Regions from separate parts of the Mus musculus genome. Here region 2 is linked to region 1. Evidence: chromatin contacts called from public Hi-C data. All regions are on one chromosome and are shown on one strand. Each heading gives the region's core, a stretch centred on a gene start, on an enhancer-like site or on the middle of the called end of the contact. The rest is flanking DNA. Distances are from core to core; before and after follow the strand shown.

Region 1 (7,095 bases), core at 355-2,854:
CTACACAGAGAAACCCTGTCTTGAAAAACAAAAACAAACAAGCAAACAAACAAAAAAAAGAAAAGAAAAGAAAGAAAGGACAGCTGAAAGACAGAGAGAGACAGAGGTGCTGGAGACGTGGCTAAGGGAACAACGCACTTGCTGTGTGAGTGTGAGGACCAGGGCAGTGTCCTTTGTATTCTCATGAAAAGCCAAGCACACTTGATGGTCTATCTGTATCCCAGTAGCTGGGAGGCTGAAGCAGGGCATCCTGGAGCAAGCTGGCCAGCTAGAGTAGGCAAATTTTTGAGCTCCAGGCTCACAGAGAGATACCTTGCCTTGGTAACAAGGTAGTTGTTGAAGGAGAAGCCCGTATCAACCTCTGGTCTTCACGTACATGAGCACACACATGTATGTGCATATACACACAAGAACACTCATGTACACAACAAACACATACACATGAGCAAAAAGAGAGTAAGAAAGATCAGGGGTAGATAATGCCTGTGTGTGACCCGAGGTGCCTTGCCCCTCGAGGAAAGGGCTGTGGGTCACGATCCTCCTCAGGTTGGAGGGTACCACCCAGGGGTAGGGCTGCACTGATTCATCTTTCTGTGCGTCAGTTTCCTCATCTATAAGAAGCCACATCCCTGTAAGGGTAGTCATGAGAACTTCCCAATGTCATTCCTGGCCCGGGGAAGCTGGCTTTTTCCTGGGGACATTGATGTGGCCTCAGTTCTCAAGTCTTCCACAACCTGAGCTCAGCCCATGGTGCCTCCCCAAACCTGGCCTAGCCCTGACAGAAGGTTTAGTGGTGTGAAGAGAGGGAAGGAGCCATCGAGACGCCAGGGCCAGTGCAGGGCAGGAACAGCCAGGGTGTGTGAAGCAGTTAGCCCCATCTCTGCTATACTAGGGAGCATGGCTGGCTGGGGATGGGCAGAGACGTGAGGGCTGAGCTCAAGTACCAGAGGCACAGCAAAACTGCATTTTAACATGGTGCTAAACCACTTTAAAAATAGCAGTATATTTTGTTTGTTTGTTTTTACTTAAAATATTTATTTTATTTTATGTGTATGTATGCACAGCTTGTAGGTGCCTGAGGAGGCCAGACAAAGTCATTAGGCCCTGAGTTGTTAAACTTAAAGGCAGTTGGCGAACTGCTTTATGTGGGTACTGGGAACCAGATTCAGGTCCTCTGCAGGAGCAGTGTGAGTTGTTAGCTGCTGAGCCATCTCTCCAGCCTCATTAAAAAAATGTGTGTGTGTGTGTAAGAGAGAGAGAGAGAAAGAGAGAGAGCATGAGTCTGTGGGAGCAAGTGTGCATGTGAGTAAGAGTGTGAATGTAAGTATGCATATGTGAATGAGTATGTGTGGGGTGTGTGAGCATGTGAGTCTGTATGAGTGTGTTTGAATGAGTACATGTGAGAGTGTGTGATGTGTGTGTGAGTGTGTGTGTGTGTGTGTGTGTGTGTGTGAGTGTGTGGTGTGTATGAGAGTGAGTGGCGTGTGAGTGTGGAAGCCAGAGGACAGCTGGCAGGAAATACTTCTCTTTCTCCACCTTGTGGGTTCGGGGACTGAATTCAGGACGTTAGTCTTGGCCACAAGCACTTTTACCAGAGTAACCGTTTTGCTGGCTGAAATACCAGTATCTTAGAAACTGGTTCCAGCAGAATGAGCTCAGCCAGGGGCTGTCAAGTGTCAGACCTCAGGAGCAAATGGTGGTTTCTTTTGAGAATTTCAGTGGGAGGTGGACTTCAGCAAAGTCAAATAAAAATGATTCATGAACCTCACCCCACCCAGATCCAGTCATGCTCAGTGGCACTCCAGAGACTCTCAGCCCCAAGGTCAGATCCTCTCCATTCTCCATCTCCCTCCATTCAACCCCCTGGGTCACCTATCTATGGTTCTACCCTAGCACATACCCTCCCCATCATTTTTCTCTTTCTCTGAATCTGGATCTTTCCCCCACCCCCACCCCCTTCCCTTCTCCCTCTTGCTCCAGCCCACTCGCTCCTGGGCCTCTGCATGCTCTGGGTCTCATAAGTCCAGGATGGCCTTAAACTTGCTACGCACGCAGCTCAAGCTGACCCTCCTGCCTCTACCTCCCAAGTGATGGGATGACCGGCCCATGTCACCATCCCTGCTTTGTGTAATGCTGAGAATTGAACCCAGGACTTTGTGAATGCTAGGCGAACATTCTACAACTATGCTACATCCTCAACTCCACTGGGGGCTCTTAGAAAAATGCCTTATAAATATATGCCAGGTTCTTTTCTTCCCCAGGGCGCCTATTTGCTTGAAATGCCTCTCTCTCTCTCTCCTCTCTTTCTCCTTTTCTTCTTCTTCTTCTTCTTCTTCTTCTTCTTCTTCTTCTTCTTCTTCTTCTTCTTCTTCTTCTTCTTCTTCTTCTCCTTCTCCTTCTCCTTCTCCTTCTCCTTCTCCTTCTCCTTCTCCTTCTCCTTCTCCTTCTCCTTCTCCTTCTCCTTCTTCTTCTTCTTCTTCTCCTTCTTCTTCTTCTTTTTTTAAAAATAAGACAAAGTCTAACTGAACCTATAATCCACTTTTGTAGACAGGGCTAGTCTTAAACACACAGAGATTCCCTGCCTCTGATGTGAGCTTCCACACTTGCCCTAGAATTTTTTTTCAGCTGGTCCAAGCTTAAAAGTCAGAGGTGCCTTCCGATGACCCTTGCTGGCACTGTCTCTTAGACATGCCTTCCTCTTACATCACTTTCTGTCTTTCTTTGGTCTTTAAAAAGACCAGTGTTCACCAGCCAGGTTCCACCCTACCTACACTGAGCTGTCTTCTTCTGGGAGCCCACACTTCCTCGTCCTCAGCTCTTGCCTTACTTCCACACAGTGTTTCAAAGCAGATCATATATTTTGGCTTCTGGTGGTACCAGAGGCATAATGTTCTCTGTGGAGAGGAAGGCTGAATGGAGTTGGTGGCCCCTGTTCCTTCCCAGGCTCCTCCACATTTCCCCTCACCCCCAGAGGAGGTTCCTGGTCCCCCAGGGCATAAAGCACTGCAAGAAGTGGCTTAAGAATGGGGTGGCTCTTGGATGCTGGATGTTAGGGACAGCCCTGCATGGGTCACAGTTTCTTTTAAACTGTAAAGAGGAGAATTGTAGGACATAGTGGAGGGATGGATTAAAATCTAGCAAGTGACCAGGACAAACTGTGACCAGGCAGAGGCCCTGCCTCAGTGGGGGATGACCTGTACTATTGTCCCAGGTCACAAAACCCCACTAGGAAGGCCTCACCTTTAATACCCTTTAATACTTACCCAACAGTCCCTGACGGGCAGCTGCATGGAATAGGCATGCTTCACCACCAGGGGGCAGCACAGGCCCTCACATTGGCTTCCCTGGGGACCTAGCTGTCTTCTCACCGCCTAGAGTCCAGAGGCCAACTCCCCAGAGCCCGCCAGGCAGTTCTCAGCCCCTTCCCTAGTTCTCAAAAACTCCAGAAGGGACCCCACAACATCCTGGCCACAGGGACTGTGTCTGCTCAAACCACAGCAAAGATATCAGAGGCTCTGTGCTGTGGCGTTCAGGCCCCCTGGGTGTCTGACTGGCCTCCTAGCCTGCCTTTCTACATGCTCTGGCGTGAGCACACACCTTCTCCCAATGTACACTCATGCTGGCTCACAGGTTTGCAGTATAGCTCCTTGTGCACACACTCCTCCAGGACTCTTGGACAGGCCCTCAGTGTCATCACCAGGCTGCCCGGGCAGCATCCCCTCCCTGCTGAGGTGAAGGTCAGCAGGTTGGTTCCCCTTCCTGGTTGTATCTATCTTCTTCACCATGATCTTCCTCCCCCGGATGAAGCCTCCCTCTTAACACAGGACTCTCTCTCCTGGAGTGAATCCTTCTCAGGGTGAGTCCTTCCCCCAGGTTCTCCCCTAGAATGAGTACTTCCTCCTGCACAGGACCCTCTCTCCTAGAGTGAGTCCGTCTCAGGGTGAGTCCTCTTCGCCTGTGTCCTCCCCTGCAGTGAGTCCTCCCTTCGGACTCAGCTGCTTCTTCCTGGATAACTCCTCCCTCTCTGGGTCTGCCCTCCTGGAGTCCATCTTGGCAGCCAGCTCCCACAGATTTTCTTCAGTTGCTCTTACGGACTCACATTCCCCAGGAAGGCAGGGCTCACACTCTCCTTTCCTCACCCTGTGCCTCAGAGTTGCAGCTCTGGGGGCCTATGGCTGCCCTGGCTACAGGGTTTGAGCTTGCCCCTCCCAGCACCTATGCTCAAACCTGCCCCTCCTTGAAGCAACAGGTTCTGTGAGGTCAGTAGAAGCTCAGAGGCGTGGCCCTTCTAAATCTTGGTTGAGGGAAGGTGTGTGTGTGTGGGGGGCATTTGAAGGCCACCATTGTCAGTATAAACAGTGTTTTGGAGGCAGGATGCCAGTAATGGTGGCCTGCATACCCTAAGACATGCAGAGAGGGACTTGCTGTAGTCCCCCGCTCATCCTAACTCTCTGGATAAGGAAGACCCGGCACTTCGGTCCTCATAGTACCTTGGCTTTTCAGGGTCTCTGGTTGTCACTGTCTGTCAAATATCAAATGACCTATTTGTCCTTCAAGGAATAAAGCCCAGTGTCCAGAGAGAAAAAGAAGAGGCAAGCTCAGTCTGGGAGTGGAAATGGCCCTAGATCCAGAAGAGTCTTGAAGGGAGGCACGGCTCTAGGTGGCTGCAGAGTCCAATGTTGCATTTGGGGCCGTGTGGATCCTGCAGCCAACGGACATTAGACAGAACCTTTGTTTCAAGGACAGGGTCAGGAATGAAGTCCCTCTCTGGAAACCTCTATGCCCAGGGCCACTAGAACTGTGGCCTCAGGCACCCATTTCTGGGAGACTGGTGCCCTTTGGCCTCCAGGTCTGGGAGGGATTCAATTCTACGGTGATGAATGCAGTTCCCCAGTATTCATCTAGACTGAGGGTTGGGACAGACCTGTCCTGCTTGTGGTTTATGTCCCCGAGTCACTTGGCTGAGGGGCCGGAGCCAGGGTTCCCACAGCTCTCACTGATCCTGCAGCCCAGGAGGAAGGCTGACACACTAAGGGAAACAGCATCAGGCAGAGGGCCAGCACTGTCCCCACCACAAGTGGGTGGGGGACATCCAGGGAGTCCCAACAGGGCTGCCACCAGGGAGTTCTGGGATGGAGAAGAGGACAGTGTAGACAAAACCCTGGGGATAGAGACTTCTGGTGTGCTGGGAACACAGAGAAGCAAGTGTAACAGGAAGTGGTACCAGAGGGGGACTCAGATGACCTCTCTTGTGGAAAGCCAGCTCTTGGTAAAAGTCTCTTCAGTGCTTCCTGTCAGTTCAGCAGACTACCTGAGTCTGGTGTTCATAAAGAACAAAACTCTCTTCATCCTGAGGGCCAGGTCACCTGTGTGAGGGCCACTTGACAATCACATAGTCTTCAGGGTCCTGTGGGGGCTCAGCATCACCTGGAGGGAGGGCCAGACACCCCACAAAGCTCTCAGCACTTACTAGTGTCTAGAGTTCCCAGCCAGCCCTCTATTAACACGGTATGGGGCTGAGGTTTCCACACGGAGCCTTGGTGAGACACTCAAGCCATGTGTCTGGTGGACGGTCCTGCAAAGTGTCCTTCTAATCTTCTGACATTGCTGTCTTCCTTCGAGTGGTTCAGGGACCTTTGGGGCAGGCAGGGCCCAGTTCCTCAGTGTGACAGGGCTGGGCTGGCTCTGACTCCAGAGCCTCTAGGCAGGGCTGCACCTGACCAAACACTAGGAAGAGGAAGGGACAACTTAGCCCAGAGTCCCTTGGGGAATAGTGTCCTTGAGTTGGTTCCTAGAACTATGGACACTGGAAAAGCCCAAAGGCTGAGGCTTCTGGGAATTGCCTGTGGGAGACTGAGTGGCAACTGGGCAGGTAGAAGGTACCGCTAATGGCCTGTCCCCAGCCTACCTCTTCTAAGCAAGCACCTGGCCTAGTGCCCCAAAGGACCTGGCATCTTCCAGGCACCTGTAAGACAGCTCCAGGAGGCCACGGAAACTGTTGTTCTCAATAGCCAAGAACCAAGTGTCCAGGTCCAGTTCAAGGCAGGGTTGGGATGAGAGAGGCCAGTTCTCAGAGCCTGAGCTCCCATTCATCCTAAGAGAGACTCAGTAGGTGTCACAGTCCGAGTCCTGCTCCTTCCCCAGTGAGCTGCTTAGTTTTTGTCAACTTAACGCAAACTCCAGTCACTTGGGAAGAGGGGGCCTCAACTGAGGAATTGCTCCCATCAGAATGGCCTGTGAGACATTTTCTTGATTAATGATTGATGTGTGAGGGCCCAGCCTACTGTGGATGACACCATCCCTAGGCAGGTGGCCCTGAGTATAAGAAAGCAGGTCGAGCAGACTAGGAGGCACAAGCCAGTAAGCAGCATCCACCAATGGCCTTGGCTTCAGGCCTTGCCTCTGTTCCTGCCTTCACGTTCCTCAGTGATGGCCTGGGGCCTGTAAGCCAGATAAACCCTTTCCTCCTCAGTCATTCTCAGCCACAGTGTTTGTCACAGAAACAGAAAGCACATTAGAACACTGGGTTCTCATGGTTCAGTCCTAGGCCCCAACATCCCAGAACAGGACCATCATCAGGATGTCACAGCACACAGGGTTGCTGGTCCCCTAGAAGGGGAAAACAGACAGATAGACAGACTTGATGATAGGATCTCTGCCACTATGGAGTCAGGCTAGACCTGGGCAGACCCTTTCAGGCCAGCCGGTTCTTAACTACATCATGACCTTGACCTCTGACTTTCAGAACTGCCATGGGATCACCTCACAGTGGTGTACTACCACAGGAATCCTCCCACAGTTGTGCTCTACCACAGGAGTCCTCCCACAGTGGTGATCTCCCATGAGGTTCCTCACACATTCACCTGGAAGAAGGCAGGCAGGACTATCAGAAGGATGCCTATCCATCTTTTACCCCACCCCCGGGTGCCCTTTCTCTTCTGCTCCCACTGCCTAAGACATTGATTCTCATTCTCTAAGCCCAGACCCCTTCTCTCTGAGGCAGAGGCATTGTTGCCTTGGGCTTGCATGCTAGGTGACCAGTCAGGGTCTCCCAAGATGACTGAGCAGTGAGTGACAGTGTCTCTGGAGGAGCTA
Region 2 (6,630 bases), core at 175-2,674, 330 kb before region 1:
CATGCTTTTGACACTGCTGGATGCTATGCAGGGATGCATGGCTGTCCTGACCATGAGAAAATAGAATCTAGGGCCTTAGCTATTCACAGCCTGGTTTTCTATGATATCACACTATAAAACCCTGTCCCCTCTTTGCTTTGGCTGCTGGGAAGCTCAGAATGAAGTTTCATACTTGTTATTAGACAGCACAGTAGCCCAGGACACGAATCCTTCTGTCATCTGCCCCTGTGGGCTCTTTATCCTCAGGCTCTGCATCCCGTGGAGCAAGCCGGACACAAGTTATCAACTATAAATAAAACCAAGGCTTCCGTCCTGGCTTGCACTTGAGTTTCCTGGTGCATTTTTTTAAGTCCCTAGTCAACAGAGTTGGGGGGGGGGAGAACCTCCTAACGGAAGATGACATCACCATCAGCTGGCCTGAGGAACAGGCCCCAGCCCTGCAGGCGCGGGTGGACCCTGAATGCCCCCATTGTGAGGGGTAACTTCATCACACAAGTTCCAACGTGGTGGAGTCTCAAACGGGGTTCTGTGGTTTCTGCCCCTCTCAGGGGCGCACACACAGGCAGCTGCGGTTGCTCGGCTTCCTTTCGCGCTGCAGTCCTGGCCACTGGCCAGTGCAAGTGACCACCCCTTCCACCCTGAGTCACCATCATTCTCAACTCTGATTCAAGTTCCTTTAAAGGGACAGCAGGGCCAGGAGAGGGAAGCTGTTCAGGGGAAGAGGTGCTGGGGAGGGGGACAGAGACAAGAGGAAGCCTGCGGGTGCTCTGGCAGACGCCTGGGTGGAGGGGGTTTCCTGCCTCCCCCAAGCAAGTGGAGCCTGTGACTTCCCCAAAGTCTATAAAGCACGCAGCAGTTTTCCTCTCTGCCCTGACAATCCGGGGGCTCACAAGGCAGGCTCGGGCTTGATGGGCCTCCCCAATGTGTGTCCTGCCTGATCCAAGTCCTTGTTGTGGGCTTGCTGAACTTTCTTTTAGCCATCTGCAACTCTTCTGCTGCCTGCCCTCTGCTCCACTCGAAGTCCTGTCTCCTCCTAGGAGGTTCAGCGTTGCGTTCTGCCTGAAAAGCCTGGCTGGCCCTGCAACCCAAGCCAACAGCAACCCAAGACCCTGCTTCTGTTGCCTCCCACAATGCGGGTGGGGGGGATCCTACTGGCCAGGCCACAGCTCTTACCTGGTTTATTGCAGTTATTTACTAACTGCTTACCTATCGGTGCTTGGCCGCAAGGACGCCTAGCCACCCTGCCAAGTGTCCCAGACAGAGATGGGGAGTAGGCAGCTCTTCCCTGTGCACATGGGGCTGGAGGGGATCACAGGAGCAATGCAATGAACAGGTCATATTTGCAAGCCACTGCTGGAGCCCTGGCTCTGGAAACTAAAGAATGTCCTTTTCCTTTTTTCCCCCTTGTCTGTGACTCACACTTTCGTTTTGAAGTTCCCTCTGCCGTCTTTCCCCTGAGGTTATACAGTGGTCAAGGCAGAGCAGCAGGGCGTGGCCAGCGGCAGGAAGCTCAGCTTAAGTTTCATTCACAAAAATCCCCAAGGCCACAGGGGCTGGGGAGAAGGCTCTCAGTGGGCTAAGTGCTGGCCTTGCAAGGTGAGGGCTTTTGTTCAGACTCCCAGCAGTGGGTAGTGGCAGGCCTTGAGGGATAGAGATAGGCAGACCCTGGAGCTTGCTGGGCAACTGGTCTAGCCATTCAGTGAGCTGGGGGCCAAGGGTAGAGGGGTGAAGGCAGAAGGGTCCCTGGAGCATGCTGACTAACAGTCTGTCAGCCAAGTCAGTGAAAGATCCTGTCTGGAAAAATAAGGTGTCACACAAAAGAAAAGACACCTGACAGTGACCTCTGACTTCACACACTGATGTGCATGCATGTACATCCGACAGAGATAGACAGACAGAGAAACACACCTCCCCCTAAAATGCACAGATGCCCATCCATACACACACATCCATATACACATACTGGTCCCATGTCCTGCTGAGGTTCCGTAGGCCCCAGCCCTGTTCCTAGTAGCTGGAAGCTTGAAACAATCAGGAGTGATGGAAGGATCCTGGGGCAAAAGGGACCCAATCTTGTGCTTCTAGTAGGCCAGAGGCAATTTCAGTCTCTTCCTTCCACCTCTGCCTCACATGTTGTCTCAGGGCTGGGCTTGGGGCTGCTGTGGCTCCCACACAGAGCCGGGAGACTGAGTTGGAATGGCCATCCTCCTGCTCTATTTCCTTCTAGCAGTATTTGTAAGAAAACCCCAGAGCCCTGCCAGCCTTGGCTAACCCTCCTGATAGGGGCAATCCAGGATGGCCCCAGAGCCCCAAGACCCCAGGGCCTTGGAAGGGTGGTCTATCTTTCTGCTGATCCCCTGGCAGACAGGAACGCCTGATTCCTAGTCCAGGGAGCCCCTGGAAGCCAGTCCTGAAACAAGGGAAGTCTGCACCACCATCTACTTACTACAGGCCAAAGCCAGGCACCTATGCTCATCTGAGCCCTGGCTCCTCCTGCACCGGTCCAGCTCTAGCCCACCTCTCCCTACTAGCTCCCAACAGTCCCTCGTCCCATCTCCTAGATGGCCTCAGGGCTTCAGTACTCCTGGCTTTCACATGCATTTGAGCCTTTACATGTGCCAGTACCTTCTACCTGGCCTCCCCTGCCCCCTTCTTCCTTGGCCGTCATCTCCTCACATCACACCACACACCCCCTCCCCACCTCCGGCAACTCCCCTCACATGCTCATACCTCCATGGGGCTTTCCTTACCACCAGCTTAGGCCTCTCCTGATTGAGATGGCTTTTCTGTTTTCCTGTCCTTTGATGAATGGCCCAGATGCTAGAATCAGAAGCTCTGGGGTGGAGCCTTAACACAGTCATGGTGGTCCAAGAATCAGCATGAAGCTGTGATGAGTTAACACTCATTATGGTAGTGACACCCAGGGCCCCTGAGACAGCAGAGAGGCCACTCCTGGGAGGAGAAACTGGACTGAAGTTCCCCTCCATTTGTTCTTCCATTTGTCCTCCTACCCCTCCAGACTCTGGGCCAGAGAAAAGGAGATCACATGACCTGGGGCCATCCTGGATTGCCCCTATCAGGAGGGTTAGCCAAGGCTGGCAGGGCTCTGGGGTTTTCTTACAAATACTGCTAGAAGGAAATAGAATACAGTGTACGTTAGCTAATCTGAGAGATGCAGAGTAGACGTGTATGTGTACGGGGGGTGGAGTGCATGGTCTTAGCCCTGGATTTGCAACTGAACCCACACCTGGCCCTTCCCTGGGAAGAAGTGGCCCTGGACTCCTCAGGGGCATCTCAGAAACACCCTGGATCTAGATCTTTCTCTGTCCCAGACTCTGGAGTTCAGAGGAACAGGAGCCATCAGGGGTCTTCTCTGGCTGGGCCTGGGCTTGGCCCCTTTCATTCCCAACAGTGTTTGCAGGTTTTTACTGGCTACCATGGTCTTTGGGCTTCTGGGAGCCATTTTTATTCTACAGAATGATGGGAATAGCAATTAAGAATGAAAAATACAGGCTGGGGAGATGGTTCAGCAATTAAGAGCACTGGTGCTGTTCCCGGAGAACCAAGTTTGGATCCCATCTCCCACCATAAGGCAGTTTACAGTCTCCCATAATTCCAGCCCCAGGGGATCTGCAACCCTCTTCTGGCCTCTGTGGCCATTGCAGTCATGCAGCAGGCATGCACATGCACTGTCCCCACCCCCACCCCCACTCCCACGGATGCGGAAGAAGGTACGGGTCATCATGGAGACTCTTGTCTTTGGCACCACCACAGTGGGTACATGGGGACAGTTTCATGGGCACCACAGACTTTGTTCTTTTCTGATACTACTGTCATGAATTCTGCACTGTTATTTTCAATAGAGAGCTTCATTTCTACCTCATTCTATCCCTGTGAGTGGGCAATCTTCCTGCCTCTGCAGTTGGGGAAACTGAGGCTCTGGAAGCAAGTCTTGTTCAGGCATCAGGTGCCTGGAGGGTGGCTTAATACCTAGTGACCTCCCAACTTCCTCCCAGACCAGCCATAGCTTCGTAGGGACTCAGCCAACCCCAGGAAGCCTGGTCCTTTGATTTGCAACCAAGATGGAATGTCACCAGAATTATAAAGACGTAAGAGGAAGAATGCCATCAATTATTGCCGAGCTGCTGCACCTCTGGACTTGTCCCCTTATCATGGGATCTCAAAGCATAGGACCAAGCAAGAATTCCTTAGCCCCTGAAGCGGAGAACCACAGAATGTTCCAGAGCCCTGGAAGAGTCCAGTGCAGAAGTAACACTGTACATTGTCCTACCACCTGGCAGGCCCCTTCACAGTTAGCAGCTCTCCCTGAGCCAGCTGTGGGATGATGGTGGTCATTGGGCCTCCCCTGCCTCTGCTACAGATGAGGATAGAGACCAGCAGGACAAGAATGTCACAATGGTGACAGGGAGGGAAAGGATAGGTTCAGCTCTTCTGGGTGCAGCTTCTGTCTGCCCTGGAGACTATGAGCTCTGGAATGTCACAGGCTGTTCTTGTCTGAGTCACTCAGTTGGCTGGAAGGAACAGGGCCAGCCTGATGACTGGAGAGGAGGCAGGAGAGTATGGTTGACTCCAGAGGCAAAGAAGTCCCTGGGCTTGTTAAGTTACTAAAATGATGGACAGACAAATAGATGACCAATGGACATGTGGAAGGGTAAATAAGTTAATGAATGAGGGAACATCTAAGAGATTAGATGAAGGCTGGATGGATAGATGGAAGAATGGATGACTGAATAGGTACATGGATGGGTGGGTTAATGGGTAATGGTAGATGGAAGATGGCTAGTCATATGGAGCGATGAGTGGATGGGTGGATGGATAGATAAATAAGTGGGTGGATAGGGAGATGGATGAATAGGTGGATATATGAATGAGTCGGCAGATGGAAAATGTGTGAGTGGATGGATGGGTATTGGATCCCTGCATAGATCAATGGGCAGATGGCTGGACAGGTAGGTTGGTAGGTGATGGCTGGCAGATGGATGGATAGAAGGATAGATGGACGTGTGGGTGAGTAGATGGGTGATGGGATGGATGACATGGTGGCAGAGAGTAGAGTTAGCACTTGAGCCATCGCCAACATGGATGTTGGCTGTGTGAGATGAATCTGGAAGAGAAGCCAGGGACCTTAAGGACAGAGTTTTGTTGTGCATAGCTTGTGTCCTCTGCCAGAGGAGCCTAGCTAGAACATGGGCTTGGATTTTGGTTTAGCCTTATCAGCTTCTTGATCTTGGCCAGACCTCTCTCCCTCCCTGCTCCAGCCTCAGCTTCCCTGTCAGGAGCATGAGTGCTTGCAGGATGAGGTGAGTTTCTAAGGAAAATGGATAGAGGCTCTTAGAAGTTACTTCTCCCTCAGTCCTAGAACTTAGAACCACATGACATCCTCCCCCCCCCCAACTTGCCAAATGTCAGGGTACAAAGCAAGACAGGATGGATGTTGCTGGGCATCCCATTATCTCTACAGGTGAGAGATAGAGACCAGCAGCTGCAGGGATGAAAGAGCTGCACTCAGGCTCTGTGCCGAGGAGGATGAATTAAGGGGCTGCCAACGGCTGCTCAGAAGGCCCCTGGCAGGCTCCGGGCTGAGTCACAGTGAGTCATAGCTGTCACTTCCTACCACACATTCCTTCATTCAGAGTGTCCATCTGCTGTGGCCACATCCCTGGGATATCCTTGGCCAGTTGCAAGTGTGTGGGGTACTCGGCCTGCCTCAGGCAGGGAACTAGGATAGACAGATAGTTAGAGGGTATAGCTTTCTGGGATAGGAGCCTTCTCCTGCCTAGCAGATTTATGACTATTGCTGAGCCACACATCCCTTGATGGGTGTGGAAGGTCCCTTTCTCCAGGAGGTCTCAGTTGAGACTTGGGGCAGCTCATTGTCTCCCCAGCTCACTGGGGCAAAAAAGAAAATGACTCATCTACCCCCGCCCCTTTAGCTCCATCCTCAGAATGTCCCTGGCTCTGTTATGGAGGACCGACCCATCTTATAGGAGGGCATTCTGACTCACTCTCTGTCCAGACTACCTCCTTGGTATTCAATATGGCTTCATCTCACATGTAGGCCTCTATGCCCTTGGAGGCAGCTACTCTGTGGGTTGCATGACACTTCTGATCCTTTATCCCTCCCAGCTATGCCCATGGAGGACCCTCCTCATCTTTGTAACTAACAGTTTCCCCCAGGACTGGTGTCAGATGCCATTGGATGACAGTTCTAGCGAGGTCAGCGGCTTGCCAAGTCTGAGCAGAGCTGATGCCCAGAAGTGGACTTCATGTCCTGGTCCCACTCTCCCCTCGCTCACCCCGCCTTGCTTCTTCTCTTGCTCCTGGCTTCAGCTACCACAGACTCTATGCTACGTTCACACTGTAGAGCTATTTCATACCAACAGTTTTTGCATGTGTTGCAGACAGAATCATAGTTTCCTCTGTGGCTCTCTCAGGTGCACTCCTCAGGGGTATCCTGCTGGTAGTCTCCTTGCCCTGCTTGACGTCCCAGAGAAGCCTGGGTGACATGCTGATGTGTTGACCTTGTGGACTGCTGTGTATCTCCATCAGCCATTCTGCTGCGGCTATGGGGATGTTGTTCTCTGCTCACTGCTGGCTTCTATCCTTGTG

The links. A called contact is a pair of places that touch in the nucleus more often than the background predicts.
Region 2: a Hi-C map of LSK cells shows a contact between it and region 1, with 2.4 times the contacts expected there. The contact joins two enhancer-like sites. A contact is called at or near these places in 4 of 484 Hi-C or Micro-C datasets (LSK cells and embryonic stem cells).

What each region holds. Positions count from the first base shown.
Region 1 is chr7:144,772,485-144,779,579 of GRCm38.p6, reverse strand. No RefSeq gene overlaps it. Among named protein-coding and RNA genes, the nearest start is that of Gm34964, 13 kb to the left of the region's middle. Within about 2 kb of position 1,604, at least 26 of the 459 cell types and tissues checked have an H3K27ac peak or open chromatin away from gene starts, as enhancers often do. A contact at or near this core is called in LSK cells, where this site is marked.
Region 2 is chr7:145,105,660-145,112,289 of GRCm38.p6, reverse strand. No RefSeq gene overlaps it. Among named protein-coding and RNA genes, the nearest start is that of Gm46023, 40 kb to the right of the region's middle. Within about 2 kb of position 1,424, at least 288 of the 459 cell types and tissues checked have an H3K27ac peak or open chromatin away from gene starts, as enhancers often do. A contact at or near this core is called in LSK cells, where this site is marked.